Linked DNA regions of Mus musculus: regions 2, 3 and 4 are each linked to region 1. Evidence: chromatin contacts called from public HiChIP or PLAC-seq and promoter capture Hi-C data. All regions are on one chromosome and are shown on one strand. Each heading gives the region's core, a stretch centred on a gene start, on an enhancer-like site or on the middle of the called end of the contact. The rest is flanking DNA. Distances are from core to core; before and after follow the strand shown.

Evidence for each region. Promoter capture Hi-C pulls out the DNA fragments that hold promoters and counts their contacts. HiChIP or PLAC-seq counts read pairs in DNA pulled down with a chosen protein or histone mark.
Region 2: an H3K27ac HiChIP or PLAC-seq map of embryonic stem cells shows a contact between it and region 1, with 2.7 times the contacts expected there. The contact joins two enhancer-like sites. A contact is called at or near these places in 1 of 484 Hi-C or Micro-C datasets (embryonic stem cells) and 2 of 115 datasets of contacts at active chromatin or transcription factors (both in embryonic stem cells).
Region 3: an H3K27ac HiChIP or PLAC-seq map of embryonic stem cells shows a contact between it and region 1, with 4 times the contacts expected there. The contact joins two enhancer-like sites. A contact is called at or near these places in 4 of 115 datasets of contacts at active chromatin or transcription factors (astrocytes and embryonic stem cells).
Region 4: a promoter capture Hi-C map of embryonic stem cells shows a contact between it and region 1, with 3 times the contacts expected there. The contact joins the promoter of Uri1 here to the enhancer-like site in region 1. A contact is called at or near these places in 5 of 39 promoter capture datasets (cranial neural crest, embryonic stem cells, hippocampal neurons and 2 more), 3 of 484 Hi-C or Micro-C datasets (CD4 T cells and embryonic stem cells) and 5 of 115 datasets of contacts at active chromatin or transcription factors (all in embryonic stem cells).

The regions. Positions count from the first base shown.
Region 1 is chr7:37,474,176-37,477,104 of GRCm38.p6, forward strand. It overlaps a transcript of Zfp536 not described here. Among named protein-coding and RNA genes, the nearest start is that of Gm51477, 36 kb to the left of the region's middle. Within about 2 kb of position 1,461, at least 10 of the 459 cell types and tissues checked have an H3K27ac peak or open chromatin away from gene starts, as enhancers often do. A contact at or near this core is called in embryonic stem cells, where this site is marked.
Region 2 is chr7:38,241,333-38,244,261 of GRCm38.p6, forward strand. No RefSeq gene overlaps it. Among named protein-coding and RNA genes, the nearest start is that of Plekhf1, 15 kb to the left of the region's middle. Within about 2 kb of position 1,544, at least 8 of the 459 cell types and tissues checked have an H3K27ac peak or open chromatin away from gene starts, as enhancers often do. A contact at or near this core is called in embryonic stem cells, where this site is marked.
Region 3 is chr7:38,084,301-38,087,229 of GRCm38.p6, forward strand. All of the region lies in intron 3 of Gm30771 (a long non-coding RNA gene), which reads left to right. Among named protein-coding and RNA genes, the nearest start is that of Ccne1, 22 kb to the right of the region's middle. Within about 2 kb of position 1,526, at least 189 of the 459 cell types and tissues checked have an H3K27ac peak or open chromatin away from gene starts, as enhancers often do. A contact at or near this core is called in embryonic stem cells, where this site is marked.
Region 4 is chr7:38,017,997-38,020,925 of GRCm38.p6, forward strand. It overlaps Uri1 (URI1, prefoldin-like chaperone), which reads right to left and starts at 1,556. Exons shown (of 11, transcript NM_011274.5): 1 at 1,114-1,556. The coding sequence starts at 1,224.

The DNA of each region.
Region 1 (2,929 bases), core at 211-2,710:
ACACACACACACACACACACACACACTCAGAGACCAACTCTCGATAATCAGCTGAGAAGCAGCCAGCAGGTCCAGACAAGCACAGTAAGGTGGTGAATTCCAGGAACCTATGAGGCTCTGACCTTGTATTTCACAGTCGTCTTTCCAGACGACTTTCCTGTGCACTGACTGTGGCATGGTGACATGAGGAAACACAACTTTCCATCACACTGCTGGAAAGTAAGACTGGAACCACCTTAGTGCTAAAGGGACAAGGGCAACTTAAAGGCCTTGGGCCGTGCCCGTGCTTCTTCGTAATACCTTCCACTGGATACTCATCTGATCTGGGGGCGTCTGCCCCAGGCGCTTAGGTGTCTGCCATCTTAATTCCTCCCTGCACTTCTGTCGGTGGAGGAGAAACATCTGTTGTAAAAGATAAGCCACAGCTGTTCCATCTCTTTTGCCTGTGGTGTTGTGAGGAGATGGGAAGGGGTACCTCCCTGTGCTCTCTCTCTCTCTCTCTCTCTCTCTCTCTCTCTCTCTCTCTCTCTCTCTCTCTCTCTCTGCTCTGGAAATAACCCAGGAGCACATACCTCTTTACACTAAAGCAGGGGCCAGAAATTCTAGCCTGTGGGCCAGTTCTAGTCATTCCCTTGCTTTAATTAATAAAGTTTTATTGGCACACACTCACACTGTCTATAGCTTTAGTGCCACCCAGCAGTGAGGAGTCATGAGGGTGCTCATGGTTTGTAAGCTGAAAACAGTTGCCCTCTGACCCTTCAGAAGATGTCTGTTGACCTTTCCATTCTAGGCTTTGTAGCTGGAAAAAAAAAAAGCGGTATCTTCAGAGTGTCCATGCAAGGAAATCACGGTGGGGCAGAAGTCGCCTTTTAAGATAGTTTAGTTTGGTCACTGTATTTCATCACATCATACAGTTTAGGACACATGATGTAAGAAAGTTGTGATGCCACCACCATGGTGTTGGGACATAGGTTTCTGCTCTCTCATCCTGGCAAAATGTAGTGGGCCTTCATTCCACAGTTCACTGAGGATAAAGCATTGGGAACATTGGAGCTATCTATGCCTTCCCTCAGGCTTCCTCCCACCCGTGAGGGGATCATCACCTGGCCTGGGAGCTGCTGCACACGGGGCCTCATCACCACAGTGGCTTGCTGATGGAGCCTCCAAACTGGGCTTCCTTGAGTGGTAGCAATTCCAGGGCAGAGCTAAGGGTAAAGGAGTTATGATCCCCCCACCCGAACCCCCACCTGCCTCTTAACCTGACAAGAGTTCTGTGTCCTGCCCTGAGGATTCAGAAAAGGACATGGAAAGCTACATTTGAGAAAGCTAACACAGCAATTCCAGACAGCTCTGGCTGGAGGCTTCAGCTTCAAAAAGTGAAGGGCAGGGGTGTGCCCACATTCCTGGGATGCAACCAGGTCTTTAGCATTTCTATGCAGCAATGTCCAGGTGCAGACTCAACACAGCTCGGCTGTGCCTCTCACACTCTCCTGCATCAGCTCCTCAAGCTGTACCAGGAGCCTGCCTCCCCTGCCTGCCAGTGGATGGACATGGCTCTAGTCCTCTGTACCCCCCACCCCCACACACACACATTTAAATACTGATGTGAGAAGCTCATTCCATTGCAAAGCAAGGTCAAATCCACTCTAACAATACAAAGGACATATCAAGGCTCTCCGGTGGCACTCCTTTGCCCTTTTTACACTGTACAGCAGAATAAGAGAGTATGGGACGTGCCTGGATCCTGACACTCACCTCCAGAAGCAAAAGTTTTGGCTAGACTAAGATGTCCTTTAACAAGACCAGACCAGTGGGACCTGACCCTCTCTAATAGCAACTTAATAAATCATCTTCCAACTGACTCTGAGATGACTCAGGATCTCCCACAGGATCATCTGTAACAAGTCCCTGACACGCTGATATACCAGCCTTTAAGCAAGGTTCTTTTGAAAAGTTATCATCTTGTCTTCTACATGGGCTGTGCTATGGGACTCATCACCCAAGAGGATGGATGGAGTAACCTCTCCATCAGCTTGCTCTCCTGCATCCAGGTCAGAATGTATTAGCTATAAATGGCTAGTGCACACAGGCCAGGACCTAACACCCGGGGTATAGGACTAACATTCTAAGAGTTAGGAGGCAGCAGTGCGGCAACTAACATATCAACCTGGGTGTACAACTTTCAACACACAGTCCTACATATAACAGGAGAGAAGACTGCTGGTGGGTAAGAGAGGGAGGGGTTCCTGAGTTCTGTATGGGTCTATATGATGCAGGCAAATTTTTACAGATTGCTTTCCAAGTACTTTTAAGAGAAGAGAGTTCTTCCTTATACAGAAGAACTTCAGTTACAGCCACTAGAGTTTCTAGGGGCATCGGGCAGGATTCTAGGCCTACTTAACAGATGAAATGAGGCCCTAAACTCTGAGATAAGCAATCTTGGAATAAGGCATTGGTTTGGCAAAGCCCGGCTCTGTGAGGAAGACTATCTGTTGATTGGATGGACCTGTTTGCCGAGTCACATCTACTTTAAGTGGGGCAGAGAAGAGGTAAAGGGTGGGGGTGTTTTAGGCCATGTGCCTTGAAGCTGGTGGTCATCTGTAGCTTACAATATGCAAACTGTTCCGTGCAAGAGAGAAAAAAACTAGACTGAGGAGGGAAAAATAATGTTTGTTTCTTTCTGAAATATCAGTTCTTAGCCAAAATGACAACTGCTTTTCTGGGTCCTACACCCTACCACACCCATCAAGAACAGGAGATTATAATTAATTATGCTGGGCCTGATGCCTGGGAACCACAAGACAAGAAGAGCCATCCCACCTGCTACCAAACCACTGCAGAAGCTTCTAGAAGAAATGGAGCCAAATGAAATACAGAAGCGATATGCTCTGAAAATAGACGGCCAGTGGCCGGACTGAGGTTTGGTATT
Region 2 (2,929 bases), core at 294-2,793, 770 kb after region 1:
ACAGCAATACCTTGAAGATGGATGCTGCATTTTTTTTCACCTCTTTATCTGTTCTCCCCAAGGTAGCCCTGCTGAAGACGTTTCTTCTCTCTGCTTTTCAAAATTGCTTTGTCTTTAAGACTTTTCACATTTCTATATTTATTGCATGTATGTTTGCACACGTGCATGTGTGTAAGCATGCCCACGCCATAGCTACACATGGAGATCGTGAACAACTTGTAGGAGTCAGTTTTCTCCTTCTACCACAGGGGTTCCAAGGATTGCACTAAAGGCTTCAGGGTCCGTGGCAAGCGCTTTGACGTGTTGTGGTTGTTTAGATGGCATATGTCCTTCCTAGGCTCCTGTGTTTGGACACTGTGTTTCAGTTGGTGGCATTGTTTTGGGGGAGATTATAAAGCTTTTAGGGGTAAGGCTTAGGAGAGAGAGTACATCAAGTGGGTGGGCCTTATTAACCCCACCACTGGTTTGACATCTCTGCTCCCTTTGTGCTGTTGTGATCTTTTAGCCCCATGATCCAGGCACTGGCTGCCACTTCTCTGCCATTATGGCACTCTTCCTCTGGAAGCCAAAATAAGCTTTCTTCCTTTCACTGTTTTTGATCATGGCCCTGCGGGATTCCATCCCTTCATAATCACAGAGTTCTTGTCAGTCATTCAGTTTGTAGGACTTAACAGGTGACAAGTCCCCACAAGCTAAGCCCAGCCATGACTCCCCAGTGGGCCCTTTCAAGAGACAGGTAATAGTGAAAAACAGGGAAAGGAGAATAAACTTAGCATGACACACTGGGCAGAGAAACAGATCAGTGACTCCTGGGCCCAAATTCCAGGATTCCTGAAGTGAGACTGAGTTTTAAATAGAGATTTAGAAGCATGTGTACCTTAGTAGTCTGGTCAGGAATCCCACCTACCATGGCTTATTACTACCTCATTTTCAATTCCTGCAGGGTGGTCTCACATGTTGTTGGAACTGAGTAAAGCTCTTCTTATGAGACAAATTCAACTTCTGTTGGTCCCAGCTTTGGTCTTTGCTTCTTCCAATTCCTTCAAGATGACACTCTTGCGAAAATTTGAATTTCTTGCAAGGTTCTGTTTTAATACCTGGTAGCCAAAGGGAGGAGCGTGCATGACTCTCTGGACTGTCTCCGTTCCTGCCTAGCCTGGGACTCCCTATGTAGATCGTATCCTGACCTTGAACTCAAAGAGATCTGCCAGTCTAGGCCTCCTGAGTGCTGGGAGTAAAAAAAACAAGAGCCATTTGGCCAGGCCCCATTCCATTCTTGTCTTCTGGTATCCATCCCTGTTCCTTCCCACCTCCACCCTCACCCCTGCTTAGTTTGGGCTGCTCTAATTTACTTCCTGTTTCTCTATCTCAGCCATTTTCCTTTTGATCCTTTGTTTGGTTGGAGTCAATGTCTTACTGTGCAGCCCAGGCTGGTCTCCAACTGAGGGTCTTCCTTGCCTCAGCCTCCTACATTCGGGGATTGACAGGCCTACCGCCACACTCAGTTCCATCTCAGCTGTTTTGAGGCAGCTGCAATCTCTTTTTGCTTTTATCTTTATCTCTTATACAGATCCAGGATGGCCATGGATAGGATAGTCCTAGCCCCAGACAGTAAAGCTCTTTCGCCTAGAAAGCTAGGAGGAGAGGGTCCTCCTGAGAGAAAATGCCACAGGCCTGTAATCCTAGCTAACTAGGAGGTTAAGGCAGGAGGATCAAAGGTTCAAGACTCAAGCAACAGAGTGGTTTAAGGGCAGCCCTGGAGCAACTTGTCAAGATCTTGTTGCAAAATGAAGCATGCATGAAACTCTGAATTTCATTTCCGGGCTGGAGAGATGGCTCAGCGGTTAAGAGTACTGACTGCTCTTCTAGAGTTCCTGAGTTCAAATCCCAGCAACCACATGGCGGTCCACAACTATCCGTAATGAGATCTGACACCCTCTTCTGGTGTGTCTGAAGACAGCTACATTACAATAATAAATAAATAAATCTTTAAAAAAAAAGATTTCATTCCCAACACTGCCAACAAACCTCTGAGAGGGCAGCCCCCAGTCCCTGTAGGATGAATGAGTTGAAGCTACCCAGGGAATGGGGATGGCTTTTGGGCAAGAGAGGAGAGAGCTTGTGAGGTGGGATTCCTACACCTGTCTCCATAGCTCTCTGCTGTAAACATCTCATTTCTGCATACATGCCGCCCCCATCCCCCCACTTCATTTAATGATGTTAATCTCTGTTCAACTAGAGGACTGCCCATGGATTCCCATAGAGCACCCATGTGTACACAGGTGGACAGCCTCTGGGGCCCGAGGACTTTCACCGCCCCAGTGAGAGGATTCTGGGAATGCTCATCTTGCACTGACTGCCGGGAGAAATCATCTAATCACATCCTGGGCTGATTTGAGGCACTCATGTGGACCGAATGCATCCCTACAGCCCAGGAATGGCTTTATGAGGCAGCGGCCAGGTCTCGTCAAGTCCTAATGTTTAATTAAAAACAAACTCCCAAGTAATTAATTTTTCATTACTATAATTTATTTATTTATTTATTTATTTATTTATTTATTTATTTATTTATTTATTTATTTATTTATTGTTACTTTGGCATAGAACCTTCAGTCACTCTCATATGCCGGGTCTAGGTTTAAAAAACTAGCAACAGTAAGAAATGTATGAGACCCTGGCCTGCTTCTACTCACCAGGTAAGAAGGATCAAAGTGGACAATGGAGCTATCTGGTCTGGGGTGCCTGTCACTCGGAGTATGCAGGAAGAGTGTCAGGGCATGGGTTGGTTACAAAGAGTGGCTGTGAGTGGGTGACACCACTGAGGAGCACAGACTCTAAGGTCGTGGCGTCATTTGTAAGTTTTGCTCCTGCCTGACTCATAAACTCCCTTGCCAAGGCAGGCCACAAAATAGAATTTCTTTTCCATAGA
Region 3 (2,929 bases), core at 276-2,775, 610 kb after region 1:
ATCACAAATTCTAGGCCAGCCTGGGCCTAACAGAGGTACTTCAGGGCTAGCCTGGGTCTACGAAGAGACTTCAAGGCAGGCCTGGGCAAACTTGGTTTCTAAAAAGAAAAAGTAAAAATGGCAGCAGGCAGGCAGGCACGGTACTGAAGCAATTTTCCACTTGTGTCATCATGTAGGTGCTGAAATTCTTTGGACCCAGTGGGGTGGCGGTACGGTACAAGGACAGTTCGCTTCAGGGCTAGGTTCAATCCCTAGTATGAGAGAGAAAGAAGAGGGTGGGAAGTAACGGAGGAGAGAGATGGAAGAGAGGGAGAGAGGAAAAAGAGAAGGTGTAATGAGCTTCAATGGTATGACTGGTAAGGTATCAAAGACAAACAGGATGCCACAACAGGCCTGCACCGAACCAATCCAGAAGAAAGGGAGAAATAGCAGGAGGGCAAGGGAAGAGAATCCTGGAGAGCCCGTCTTTGCCCAAAACGCAGTGAAATGTGGGCGTCAATGTGTCCTTCTTAGTTCTACCTGGTTCAGCCTACACAGGGGCAGGACTAGGAACGTGGCGAAAGCAGGTCTGAAAGCTGTACAGCTTGGTGTGCCTGCGCATGCGCCGGACCCCAGCGCCACCGCCCAGCTCTCTTCAGCCCCGCCCACGCGACGCCCTGCCTAGAGCCTGCGCTCACACTTGGCCCCGCCCGTGACCGTCCAGTCCCGCCCCCCTCGCGGTGCGCGAGGAAGCCACGAGGAGGCCCAAAGTCCCGCCTACCCAGAGATCCACCTACGCTTTGGCTCTGTTACAGAGGCGCTTTGCGTTAGCTCGACGCCGCGCAGCCGCAGAGGACATGGGGCGGGGACAGGGGCGGGGTCGGATCGGAGGCGGAGGCTGGGTGGGCGGGCCCTGGAGTCACGTGTGTAAACACGCCGCACGTGGAGCTCAGCCTGAGCCAGAAGGGCGGGGCTGCGGGTTCCGAAGGAGGAGGCGGGTAAGGTGCGCGCGCGCGCGCGCATGGAGGTCTTGGGCGGCGCGGGACTGGGGCGGCCTGGTTCTGTCCCCAACTTCAGTTTCTTTATCCCGCTGCATTGGTGAGAGCTGTGACCAAGGCAGGCCCAGCCCTAGGGGACGAAACCCCCCTACATAATAACCCCACTACGTGCGCGCTCTCCCATTTCACAGATGAAGTAAAGAAACTTGCTCCAAGCCACGTGGCTGGAAAGTGGCGCCACCAAGATCTGCCCTGGACAGCAGGGCTCCTGGGCCTTGCTTTGTGGCTTGCGTGGCAAGAGGTTCTGGGCTCCGACTCCTACGTTCTGCCCTTGCCCTAAGGGCTACATTTGGTCTGGCTAACATGGCGAGGCCTATTGCTCCGTGCACAATGAGGTGACAGGGGTGCCTGCTCCCCCAGCTAGCAGTCTAGAGACGGGCGCAGGCCAAACCGTCGACCATGGTTTCCGTCTGGGTGTGGCTGGAACACTGCGGTGGGGTCCGGACACCTGAGCCTGCATCACTGCTCCTTACACAGCTCCTCCTCCATTTCTTTGCCCCTTTCTTCTCCCCGAGCCGCACAGAGCCCCTTTCAGAGGCGACGCCCAGTGCAGCGGGTTCCTACCCTTCTGCCCCAAAGGGCCTCCTTTCCTCTCCTCCTCGTCCTCCTCCTCTCCCATCTGTGCCGCGTGACCGGGGGGAGGCGCCGTACCGGGCGCAGTCCAGGCGTGGGGCCCAGCCAAGCTGTCATCCCGGACTGGCGGGCCCGAGGAGGCCTAAAAGGGGGGACCCGAGTGCTTGGGACTGGTAGGAAGCGTGCTCCAGGCAGAAAGGCTGAGCTGCCAGCAGTCCCGGAGAGGAATGCGCGCCCTCTTCAGGCTTAAGCGGCTAGGTCCTGCGGCCCTGAAAACCCATACCTGGGCCCCTCCCAATTTTGGGTTTGAGGGTTCAGGAGCTTGTTAATGGGACATTCCATTAATCTAAGGCTAAGGCTCCGAGGCAGCTCAATGTAGCTGTAGGCCCTGAAGCCAGGCTCAGTGTCTGACCTTGGGCAAATTGCTGAGCCTCCGTTTTGTTCAGTTTCTCCAGATTCATTTACCAACATTCCAGCCTCAATATGTCCCTCTGAGATGATGCTTTTGTTTTTAATCTCCCCATGCCCTCTAACTAGTGCCCTTGCACATTCAACCACGTGTGTTGTGCCCGTGCTTCCCAGAACAGCCATGGGGTTTTGGGCTCACTCCGTGTGGTTTGCTCCGTGGTGCACAAAGGCTTTCTGTAGAGAATTTGGAGTTTTGGCTAGGGAAGACCCTCCTTCGGACTGCCTCTTTACTCTGAGTGAAGTTGAGGAAAAGGTATATGGAAGCCAAAACACTGGGAGCCCTAGGACACAGCGGAAAGGAAGAATTAACAGAACCCTGCTGAGTTGTGCCCAACCCCGAGGCTATGGGGGTAGGCCTGCTTCTCCAAGCCAGTCACTGAAACTGCGTAATGGAGCTAGCAACTTCTGGGGAGTGGGTGACCATGGCTTCCCAGTTACAGCTAGAGTCCTGCTGTGAAATGCAGGATGCCGCTGTTCAGCAGCTCACCTCTGTTGTTGTTCAGGCCTTAACCAGGTTCTGTGCTATTTCTGTATCTGCTGCTTTTGCCAGACCACTGACAGCCGCCCCCTCCCTCCCTTCAACCCCCACCCCCCACCTCAACCCCCACCCCCACCCCCACCCCCTGCTTCTGTGGTGTCAGGTAGTTCCGATGATGAGTTCTGCCCCAGGGACTGATTCATGCCACATGCCTGTCCTGCCCTAGCTCCACATTCCTTGACCACTGTGATTAAGGACCATTCATTCAGCTTGATACTCTGAGAGGGAAGTTCTGGCCGGCAGGAATGTCAGCCTAAAAGATACTGGAAAATAGCAAGTGGAGAATGAAGTCAGCACAGAACCAAGCCAAGCT
Region 4 (2,929 bases), core at 306-2,805, 540 kb after region 1:
GGCAAGCACTAGCTGGACTGAGATATTTAAAAAAAAAAAAAAAAAAAAAAAGGACATGAAGTTGGAAGGGGGATGTGTGGGAGGGAAAGGGAGTTAAGTTGAAGGGACGAAATAGATTTAACTGACTGCATGTACAATTCTCCAGGAGTAAATTCCAAATAAATAACATAAAGTTTACACGCAAAAATATTTAAATATAGAAAAATAGAGCTTCTCAAATGTTTATGCAACTTCCTAAACCTTTATTAATACCTCACTCTGGCAACAGGACATGTGACGTTTAAGCAAATTAAATGTCGCTTTTCAAAGAATTTCAAGGCACGTCAGGAGAATCAACTTGAAAACCTACAGAATCCACAGGACAATTTCACATTTAACAATCGAGCTGTAGTTCTTAACTACATAACATTTCCTTATAAAAAAAAATATATAATAATTCCCATTCGGAGATTCTAAGCATTCTCCTCTCCTCTGGTAGATCAAAAAAAAAAAAAAAAAGTGGGGAAAGCCTTGTTTAATAAAGGCTTGAAGTTAAAATTTAACAAAGGCCTTCTCTCTTGTCGACTACTAAACCTAAGAGCTGGATTGCACAGGAAGTGCATCATCACCAACGTAGTCAAACTTGGACGCTCAATCAAATAAGGATATCTCGTGTGTGTGTGTGTGTGTGTGTGTGTGTGTGTGTGTGTGTGTGTGCGCACGCGCGCATTGTACCAACGTTTAGATAATAAATAGCTAAGGGGTAAAAAGAGTGACCACTTCTGTTCACAGTGTAATCCCCGAACCAAAAAGGAAAAAAAAAAAAACACGTATTTTTATTTAGTCCCAACAATTGCTCTCTCAGTTCAGGGTCAACCGATTATCCTATCCCCTGCATCCTCTGTATTCCCCACATCCCCGCATCCCTTCCGGGGAAGGTCAAAGGGCCACCGACAAAAGACAACAAATGCACGTGACAAAAGTTTCTCCCGTGGTCCCCGCGGCCCGAGGCTGCGCAGCTCGCGCGTGGGGATCTCGGTTTCACGCAGAGGGCTGGCCGCATTAGAGGTTGCTCAGAGTGTCGCGGCCACATGCGGAAGCCGGCCAGGGCCGGAACCAAGCGCGGCCTGTTACCTTTTCCTGCTCCTCGCGAAGCCGCGCCACCTCTGGTGCGCGCAGCGGAGCGGCGGCTGAGGCCTCTGCAAGGGGCTGGGGCTCGGGCTCGGGTTCGGACGGGGGCTCCATGCCCGGCGCCGCAGCCTCAGCGAGGCGAACAAGTCCTAAACAAGTGTTTATGGAGACGGCGTGGCCGGCGGATGCCCAGCGCCCGCGCGCTCGCCCTCATGCACTGCACGCCTCTCTCTGAAGAGGCCGCGCTCACTTTCGCCGCTGCCCCGGGGGCCGCCGCTCGCGTCCGGGCTACCCGCGGCCGCATCTCACACGCGCATACCGCCGCCGCCGCCGCCGCCGCCGCCTCGGAGCAGCAGGCCCTACACCAGGCGCGCCACGCTCTTCTCCCGCAACCGGGCCCAGCTTAGCGTCCCGCGACTGCCGCGCCTCCGCGCACGCCCCGCCCCTCGCCCCGCCCGCGCAGCACGCCGGGAAGCTCTCAAGCTCCGCCCTAGGGGGCGGGGCTATGGCGGGGACAGGGCCTCCGGGTGGGGTGGAGGCTGAGCCGCTCAGGACCCCTGCACAGGATGAGAGGCGGCGGGATAGTGGGTCCCAATTCGCTTGGCGCTGCCTGTGGTGGTAGGAACTTAATATGAGCACTGAGACTGTTTCATAAGCTCATTTAATTTTATCAAATTCAGCTGTTTCCCATGCCTTTTAATGAACTAATGTGGTTTAATGAGCTAAAATGCACAATATACAACTATATTTTTGCGTATGTATTAATTACTGTACACATTACAATTTTCCTTACATATATTAAGCTGCAGTATTAATATTACTATGTTACTACGTATGCACTGTGTAGCACATTTTTCAACAACAGCTGCTGCCCTATCCCATGTATTTTATAATTCTGGTGTTTTGTTTAACAGTGGGGACCAAATGCATGGCTTTGGACTTGCTAGACAAGCACTCTACCAACTGAGCTAAATCCCCATCCCTGTTCCACTCAGTATTTTAAAAATTGGAAGCTGGAGCAGGGAGCACACCTTTAATCCCCAACAGTTTGAAGGCAGAGGCAGGAGGGTATCTGTGAGTTTGAAGCCAGCCTGGTCCACATAGCAAGTTCCAGGCCAGCCTGAGCTGAATAAATCTCTTGGACTCACTTCCTCCCCCTAGCCCTTTGTGCAGCCTCTGTTTGTGGCAGTCCTCTAGTCTACCTTGTGGCCTTGTCCTAACTCTATCCCAAGCCCGGACAATAGGCATAGATCCTATTACCTCAGTATTGTGTGTATAGGAACAGGCTGGCAGGCACCTGCAGAATTCTGGCCCTCTGTGGGTCTGTTTGCCCCTATCTTCCACTTCTGTTCCAGCTCCCAAGTCCACATCCATCCTTTGATCACTTGCATCAAGAAAGAAAAAGCAGGGACGATTGGGGAAGATGGTAAATATGAATTTCTCTCCCTGCAGATGCAGCAACCTCTGAAACACAGTCAAACTCTGAGCACTCATCTTGCCTCCCGCCAATAGCAGCATCCCTGACTCCTAGGGCACCGCAGAAGCTACTTCTCTAGTGCTGGGCTTTGAATATGAACTGACCCCATGTGTTTCAATACTTGGTCCCTAACAGGTAGTACTAATTTGGAAGGATACTTAAAAATTAGGATGTACCAGGCAGTGGTGGCTCACACCTTTAATCCCAGAATCTGGAAGGCAGAGGCAGGCAGATCTCTGAGTTTGAGGCCAGCCTGGTCTACAGAGTGAGTTCCAGGACATCCAAGGCTACACAAAAAAACCCTGTCTTGAAAAGTGAGGGGGTGGGGAATTTAGTATGTCG